2 separate regions of the Hordeum vulgare genome follow, and region 1 is linked to region 2. Evidence: chromatin contacts called from public Hi-C data. All regions are on one chromosome and are shown on one strand. Each heading gives the region's core, a stretch centred on a gene start, on an enhancer-like site or on the middle of the called end of the contact. The rest is flanking DNA. Distances are from core to core; before and after follow the strand shown. Region 1 holds the start of LOC123452101 (bifunctional protein FolD 1, mitochondrial-like). Region 2 has its middle 92 kb from the start of LOC123395908.

Region 1 (4,106 bases), core at 822-3,321, 400 kb before region 2:
TTCTTGGGCAAAAGCACAACAAACATCTGTTATTACCTCTACTGGATTTGTCCCAACATCAATCACAACTGCACCTTGCTTTAACCAACTTCCTCTTACAAGGTTGGCCACTCCAGCAGCTGAGATCACAATGTCAGATTCACGAGTAATCTCCTCTGGGTTTGCTGTGAACGCGTGGATAACACTTACAGTAGCGTGATGTCTCTGAAGAAAGAAAACGAAGTTAAAATACAGTTAATAATGCAGTTCAAAACTACATGATAATGCATTCCTGAGTAAATTTTAGAACTTTACCTGTAAAAGTAAGGAAGTGGGTAATCCAACAACTTTGCTTCTCCCGATAATAGTGACATGCTTTCCCATGAGATCAATACCAGATTGAAGCAATAATTCAAGGCAAGCCTTTGCAGCACAGGAAACAAACAAAGGTTTCCGGCTTCTAAGGGCGAGATTACCAACGTTTAAGGGGTGGAAACCATCAACATCCTTGTCTAGGCTAATGGCGTTGAGAATCTTCTCTTCATCCATGTGCTGATTTACACAAAATGATCATATATAAAATAAAAGGCTTGATGATGCATGATGTCAAGAGAGTTTGGACATAAAGCTAAACATACATTGAAATGAAACCTCGGATAAAATACAACTGCAGTTGCTCATCTATTACTATGACAACTGAAGTACTTTGTATTATTCAGTTAGCAAGATAATTTTGTAATCTGTGTAGATGAAAAAGGCTTTCGTGGTATCAATCTACAAACTAAACCAAACATCATGCTTTTATAAGGCGGCAACCAGAAAAGTAGAATATATTACTTGTGGTAGTGGTAGCTGAACAAGGACGCCATGAACGGACGGGTCTTCATTGAATCTTGACACTGAATCCACCACCTCATCTTCTGTGCAGTTCCTAGGCAACTCCGACAGCAAAGATTTTATTCCGACTTCCTCACAACCCTTTACTTTGAATCTCACGTAGGACTGAGAGTCCTTTCTATCTCCTACCAGTACGACAGCAAGGCCAGGAACATGTCCGACTGCATTTTTCATTTGAAGAACCTCCTGAGCAATCTGTAACCTTATGTCCTCTGCAATGGACTTGCCATCGATAATGGTTGCTGCGGACTTGTAATCAACTACAAGACCAACAAAAGTACGAACTAACAACAATCAATCATTAGCATACAATGCTGAACAACAATTAGATAAGGTGAAGCACATATCCTAAACAAGTGCCAATTCATCCATAAAAGGAGTCAAACCTTGAAATTGTCCGACACCGTTTCACCAACCAGACGTAAAACAACACTACTCTACACAGGACTGATTCATCTTGCTCAAGTAAATTCTAAGAAAGAAAGAAAGAAAGAAAGGGAAAAAAAAAACCATTATTCGGGTACTTAGTACTTACAACAAGTTACTTACACCAACCAAATCGAAGCACCCAATACTAGACAGTATAAGAAGAGCTTCTAAACAATCTCCACCCGCCTTCTGTTTAAACTGATATTTGATGTGACAATGCTTCCACATTCAGAGGATGGAGCTTAAAACCTCCTCTAAATCATGAGCAACACTACTACAGGGTGACCATGGGTTCTGAACAATCGCATCAACTGGAATTAAGCGGACTCAGCGTTCTCAAACTTCATAAGTATATATAATGGTGATAATATTAATGTACTCCCGAATCCAAGAAGCGTACGCCAATAATACGACACCTTAACGCAGAGATTAGCAAGAAACATGAGCCCCGCTCACCTCCGGCGGCTGGCGGGGGTAACGGCCTCGCCGCTGGGCGCGGGGGTGGATCCCAGGTGTCGGTGATGTCTGGTCCAAGAAGGCGGCTGCTACTGCTCCTCCGCCGGCGCGTCCTCGCCTTGTCCTCCCCCGCTGCCGCTGTAGCCTCGTGGAGACCGCGCGCAGCACGAGGGAGCGAGGAGGTAACAAGCGGGATGGAGCGTCGTCTAGTGGCGGCGAGCAAGGCTACGGCGGCGCCGCCCATGTCCGTCAGACCGCTTTGCCCAGAGGCGCTCGCTGCTCTAGGCCGAATCAGGAGATATTGATGGACCTGTGGGCCTTTTGGGCCTCGTGAGCTCGACTAAACAGGTACTTTTTCTTTCCAAATGCTAATAAGTACAGTGCACTAATTGGACCTCTCGAGCGCACCTGTCGGAGCCGTCCTATCGCGGCGGATCCTGTGGCCGTCCCGACACAGGTGGACTCCAAACCTGGTTAAACGGGCCGACCCGGCACGGCCCGGCCCGGCCCGTTACAATCGTGCCAGGCACCGGCACGTCTGGGCCCGATTATTAGCCGGGCCGTGCCGTGCCGGCCCACCGACGCAGCCTCCCGGTCCAGGCACGACACGGAGGCTATACGGGCCGGCCCGTAGGCACGCTAGACCCGCTAGCCTGCTAGTTTTATTTTTATTTTTAGGCTATTATTTGGGCTGATTTTGGCCTGTTAGGCTGTTTTTTGGGCCGATTTTAATATATTGGGCTGTGTTTTGGGCCGATTTTGGCCTATTACGTTATTTTTTATTATATATATATAAATAAGTTAAAAAAGGGGTCATGTCGTGCTGGCCCGCGTGTCCAGCCCTCAGGCCCAGGCACGCCCCGAGGCGTGCGCGTGGCTGGCACGACCCGTTTAAATCGTGTCGGGCCGGGCCCGTGTCGTGTCGTCGTGGCGGGCTGGGGGCCGGCCTGTTTAGCCCGACCCGTTTGGCCAGGTATACCACGCTCCCCGCATCGCCCGCTCGTCCTGTTCGAATCCCCTCCCTTCCTCATTTTTGAACTACTCCGACGCTCCTTCCTTCCCATTCAGCTGCAATGATGACCTGCACGGGGCTGCGGTGGTGATCTGGCTGGAGATTCGTTGGTGCAGGAAGCCGTCTGCGGGCGCGGTGTGACGTTGGCTACACATAGAGGTAAACCCCGGCATCTCTTCGCGCGCATCTGCTCCAGATCTCGGTTAGGACGACGAGGTTAGAGTTTAGGTGGTGTGACGGGCGATTGGGACGGCGAGGTTACTCGTGTTCGAGCACGGAGGCTATGCAGTGCGTCCACAGGCACCACATGCCCCCAAGGTCGCTGAAGGAGAGGGCCAGGGCGGGGAGAGGGGCTCGCAGCAGCAACAACAGATGAGTGTCGAGGTGGAGAGCTTCGAGGAGATCAGGCTCATGGGGGAGGTGTTGGCCGCGATGCGGGAGGCTGGCATCACGAATCCCACCTAGATCGAGTGCGTCGGCCGCTTCGAGGAGCTCGAGCTCGAGGAGGAGGCGCTGGCCACGATGCGGGAGGCTAGCATCATGAAGCCACCGAGATCTAGTGCGTCGGCCGCTAAGGTTTCTAGCGATGGAGGTGTCCGTTTTTTGTTTTTCCGCGGAGTTGCTTGAATCTAAACTGACAGTTGTTTAGAAATTTGAATGCAGTTTCTTAGTTTTCTAGCAATGGAGTTGCTTGACGCATGCTCTGGAAAAGGCAAAGAAATCTCATTCGACGACATTCGGGGCATCAATGAGTTGCTGGAAAAGTGCATCAGCCCAGGGTCGACGCCACCACTCGTGAGAAGTAAATCTGCCGGGACCATACCAGTAATACGGGCGTCCTCTGTCATTAATCTATCATCGAACAAAGGAGCATCTGATTCAGGTGAGGCACCACTATCGCTGTAAAGATCAAAGTCTAGAAGTGTTGTTTGTGATGATTACTGCCCAACTCCAACGTTTGACCTCGACATGGATGAAATAGAGGAAAATAAAAGCAAGGAGGAGAACACATCAGAGGATGAGGGGGTGGCAAACGCACCGGTCACCGTAGACGTCGAGTGGGGAATTGACTGGGGCAACCTTGATTTCAATGAAGTCATCGAGGGGCAGTGAAAAGTGCAGCAACAACAGAGAGCGCATGGCACTTGTCACCTTAACAATTCAGTACACCAACTGTTGATGCAAAATAAACAATGAGGGGAATCGAGCAAAGGTGCTGCGAGCAGCTCGGGTGAGCCTGTTCCTCTCAAGCGCGAGAGGAGAATACTCAAAGCTCTGCCACCACAAAGGTCACCATATGTGAATGTAGAAGCGAAAAAGGACTTCACTTGCT
Region 2 (4,341 bases), core at 752-3,251:
CTCAATCCAGCCTTGCACCTTTCTCACAAGCGATCTTTGAGATATTTGAAAGTACCATTTTTGGAATAACCCACGTCGGATGGCATGCCTAAATACTTTTCACTCAAAGTTTCATTAGGGACATTTAGTAACCCCTTTATTTCCATCGTTGCACTATTGAAACTCCTTTATTGAAGAATATTGATGATTTATCATAATTGATTTTCTGGCCCGTAGCTTGACATTTTTTGGTGCACAGTGTTGGTTCTTCTTTGCTTTGTTCCTTTTCATGAAATGAAGGCGCTCATACGATGTGATGATGTTATCGGTGATTAACCGACCTCAAACAAAGGCTGACTGTTGCTCTAAGATTATATTTGGTAGCAATTGCTTCATACGGTTATAGATTACCTTTGATGCTATTTTGTAGAGAATGTTGCAAAGACTTATTAGTCGGAATTGTGACAAGAGAGATGGATTCTTCACCTTTGGGATCAAAACTACCAAAATATTGTGCTAGGTAGATGTGATGTATAGAAACAACAGCAGAAAAACAATTAATGGGACGGGTAAATGCGAGGCTCAACAAAAAACAGGAAAAAGAAAATACATGTGAGTCCAAAAAAAAGGGGAAAAAACTGATCACTGAGTGTGCACCCTCTGTCCCCATCATTTGACGCTCACTAAACATCCCCTAAAAAGGAGAGTAGAGGTCGAGCAGTTGTTCTATCATTTTTCTTCTCGTAGCTGGTTCTTTTGTGTGTGTTTTTCTGTCCATTTTTATTTGCTTTTGTTAAATTTATATTATATATTTTCTCTTTCTCTTCCTTTTTCATGAATTGTTTCTTTTTAAAATTCGTGATCATTTTTTGAAATTCATCCTTTTCCAAATTAGCAAACTTTTCTCAAGTTTATAAAATGTATTCCTATTCCTTTTAAATTCTTGAATATTTTCCTAATTTCCGAACTTTTTTAGACATAATGAACCTTTCTCAAAATTCATGAACTTCTTGAAATTGATGAATTTTTGAAGAAACGTTTTCCAAAATTTGTAGACTTTTTCCAAATTCATGAACTTTTTTCATATTTGCATAACGGAAAATCAAATTTTCGATTTGTTTTCAAATTTGTGATTTTGTCCTTAAACCGTTGAACATTTTTTTGAATGATGTTAATTTCAACATTTTATGAACTTTTTTGGAGAAAAATCGATTGTCTCATAAACTGTGAACATGCAAGAGGTCAATAGTAAAATGTGTCACGGTTAAACAATCTACGATCAGCCTGATCGGTTGCTTGCATTTTGTTGACATATAAATGCATAGCTCACCTTTTCCCATCACCTTGAGCTTTTGGATGAACCGTCGATGAGTGCAGTTTTACATGGTATCAGAATCAAAAGGCCTTTAGTTGAAGAATCGGCTGACACAATTTAAAGATAAAATATTGCAATGAATTTTCGATCCACCTCTAGGCCCGAGGTAACCACACACGAGGGGAGCGTTGATGTATAAATGGATATCCCACCTTTTCCCCATCAGGTTGAGTTTTTGGGTGAACCGGCTAGTGCGTGCAGTTCTACACTTTTTTCACGAGCACAAGATGCTCGCTCATCCGTGTGTGTGTGGTGAATACTTGTTTTTTGGCTGGCCTAAAATGCCCTCTCACGGGTGAGCGCCATTTGCTTAACTGGTGCACCATGCACTAAGGAGGAGGTCTACTCTATCCTTGTTGTCGGGACATAAAAAGGAGAGAGTCCTGCCCGGGCTTTGCTCTATCTTTTGGCCCGACCGACAAACTTGTTTTTCTTTTAGAAGACAAGCCATCTCTGTTGACTTGTTATGAATGCTCATTGTCAGGCCTACTAGTTATTAAAAACACATATGTCATGGAATATTGAAGTTATTTATTTGCAACGCTAGGTGTAGTGTATAAAAAATGAGAGCTCCTCTTTGGCACCTTAAGCGCCACAAAGACAACTAGCGCTCACATGCTCTCCTAGTGGGCCATGGGCCATATAGCTTGCTTGGCAACTCATGTTTTGTTCCCTCTCACTCGATGATGCTCATTCGATCCATCACTATTGTGTGCTTGCTAGTGTTTCTTTCTGTTGCGAGCACACCCTATGAAAAACTATTGTGAAATAGTTCATGAATTTGAAAAATGTGCCCGAATTCAATACAGTTTCATGCATTTATTTTGTGAACTTCACAAATTGCTCATGAATTTTAAAAACTTTTAGGAATTTGAAAGAACACATGGATTTCATTTAATTTTTTTAACAAATTGGAAAAATTCATGGATTTTTAAAAGGCTCGCTAATTTTTTTTAGCAAAAAATAAAAAGGTCACAAATCTGAAAAATGTTCACTAATTATTTAAAAAAATGTTACCTAAAATTGTTAGCAAAAATAAATAACTTCATGACATTTGTAAAAAAAAATCATGGAGTTGGAAAAATTCACAAGTTAAGAAAAAGTTCATGAATTTATAAAAAAAATCAAATATCTAAAAATTCACGCATCCGAGAAAATAAGGAAAACAAAAACAAAAACAAAAAAAAATCCAAATAAAGCTGAACAAAACCAAATTCGAACCCCCAAAAAAAAATCAATAGGAAACTTCCCAAAATCGGGTTACGAAGCTTCTAGAAACTTCACAAAACCCGAACAAACTTCGTCGTTTTTTGGCTTAGACGGGCGGCCCGTTCGGACCAAGGGTGTGCGTCGGTTTGCAGAACATACTAAAACGACGATTAAGGTGTCATATAAGATTTGACTTTCACCCGCAAAAGAAAAAAATATAAGATTTGACTTTGAAAATTGGTATTCTTGTTAGCATGGTGCCGGCATTTCTGTAAATTGTGAGAAATTGTAAGACACGATGGGGCAAATTTACATTTTTGAATTGAGGTTGTGTACACACCAAAGCGTTGTCGCGTCCTGATTTCGCTTTCTCATGGCTCCATTCCAATGTACTCCTATTTCCCAATGGGCCAAACGCCGGGACCCCGGTCTCTTCCGTTGCTTGCTTGCTGCCTTGGATACGTGCCCTTTTGGTCGAAGAATCTCAAAAGGAGCCGGAAGGGATCACAGCCAAGCCATGCTTCTTCTTCCTGTTGGTCCACGAGGCACAGTGACCCGCCGGCCATTTGGCATGTCGCAATCGCATCACATGCACGGTAAGACCACTAGTTGCCAGAGTGCTGCCCGCCCTCGCCCACGCAAGGAGATGCAATCCAAGGGAGAGGGAACTCCCAATCCGTCTCGTTATCCTCGTCGGATTGCACAGTCACATCCCACGCCACTGTTGCCTGCATGATGTACCTACATGTAGGACATCGAGGGAGGAGCAGGAGTAGCCATCACTTTCCCTTCCTGTCCGTGGATTGATGTGCCCTCTCGCTCACAAATTGATTCACTGGTTGGGAGCTTCGGATTCTTGCTGACTGCTCCGGTTTCGGACTGGATTTTTCTCATAGAAATAAGAACGCGACTAGTGAACGCACCGACGTTTGTTTATGGTAGCGAGGGTATCTGCCACAAAAGAGTTAAATACATCAAGGGTGCCTTAACTTGTCATGTGCGGTCAGTTTGGTGCCTAAAGTTGTAAAATACACGAAAATGGTGCTTTAACTTGTTCGACCGTGCAAATACGGTGCCTCCTACCGTATTCGGATGTACGCCTTACCCGCGTGACGTGCGAGCATGGCGGCGGCCCACGAGTCAGTGGCTGGAAGTGAACGAGTAATTTTTTATTTTTGTTGGGATGAAAATTTGAAGCTCGGACATCCTGCTTAATGCAATAATATGTTGGTCACCGAGCCAAACTAAGTTATACGTAGTAGTATTAGCTAGAAATGTATACAGATCAATTCGGCGTATCGTTCTGCAATTCTTCAACACATTTGCTATAAATAAATTCATAGGAAAATTCCAACTAGATGCTCTAAATAAAAATAAGATTTTGCTTGGTTTATCGGCTAGATTGCAAGGGTGGCACACGTGAGCTCCTAGGTTCGAAACTTCAGATCCTTTTTTCTTTCTTATTTTTCTTTAATATCTTGCACGGTATTATTATTATAATTTTCATTATATCTATGATTTGCACATACAACCGTGCTTGGTGTAGCTGATATGCGGGACCCAAACCTGACAGGTTGGACCCATCAGTATGCATCTGTATCTGATACAATTATGGGTAAATAAATAAAGTGTGAGGGGTTGGATGTAAAAAATGCTCCCGGTCACTTACATGCGGGCCGCCAACATAGTGGCTCGCTATGCGGGCAAGGCATATGCCTGGATACTGTACGAGGCACCGTATTTGCACAGCCGGACAAGTTAGAGCACCACTTTTATGT

What was found. A called contact is a pair of places that touch in the nucleus more often than the background predicts.
Region 1: a Hi-C map of seedling shows a contact between it and region 2, with 2.4 times the contacts expected there. The contact joins the promoter of LOC123452101 here to the enhancer-like site in region 2. A contact is called at or near these places in 2 of 6 Hi-C or Micro-C datasets (leaf and seedling).

Annotation. Positions count from the first base shown.
Region 1 is chr5H:391,929,263-391,933,368 of MorexV3_pseudomolecules_assembly, reverse strand. LOC123452101 (bifunctional protein FolD 1, mitochondrial-like) reads right to left here and starts at 2,071. Exons shown (of 5, transcript XM_045128686.1): 1 at 1,762-2,071; 2 at 817-1,136; 3 at 295-531; 4 at 37-204. The coding sequence starts at 2,005.
Region 2 is chr5H:391,529,636-391,533,976 of MorexV3_pseudomolecules_assembly, reverse strand. No RefSeq gene overlaps it. Among protein-coding and RNA genes, the nearest start is that of LOC123395908, 92 kb to the left of the region's middle. Within about 2 kb of position 2,001, at least 3 of the 3 cell types and tissues checked have open chromatin away from gene starts, as enhancers often do. A contact at or near this core is called in leaf and seedling, where this site is marked.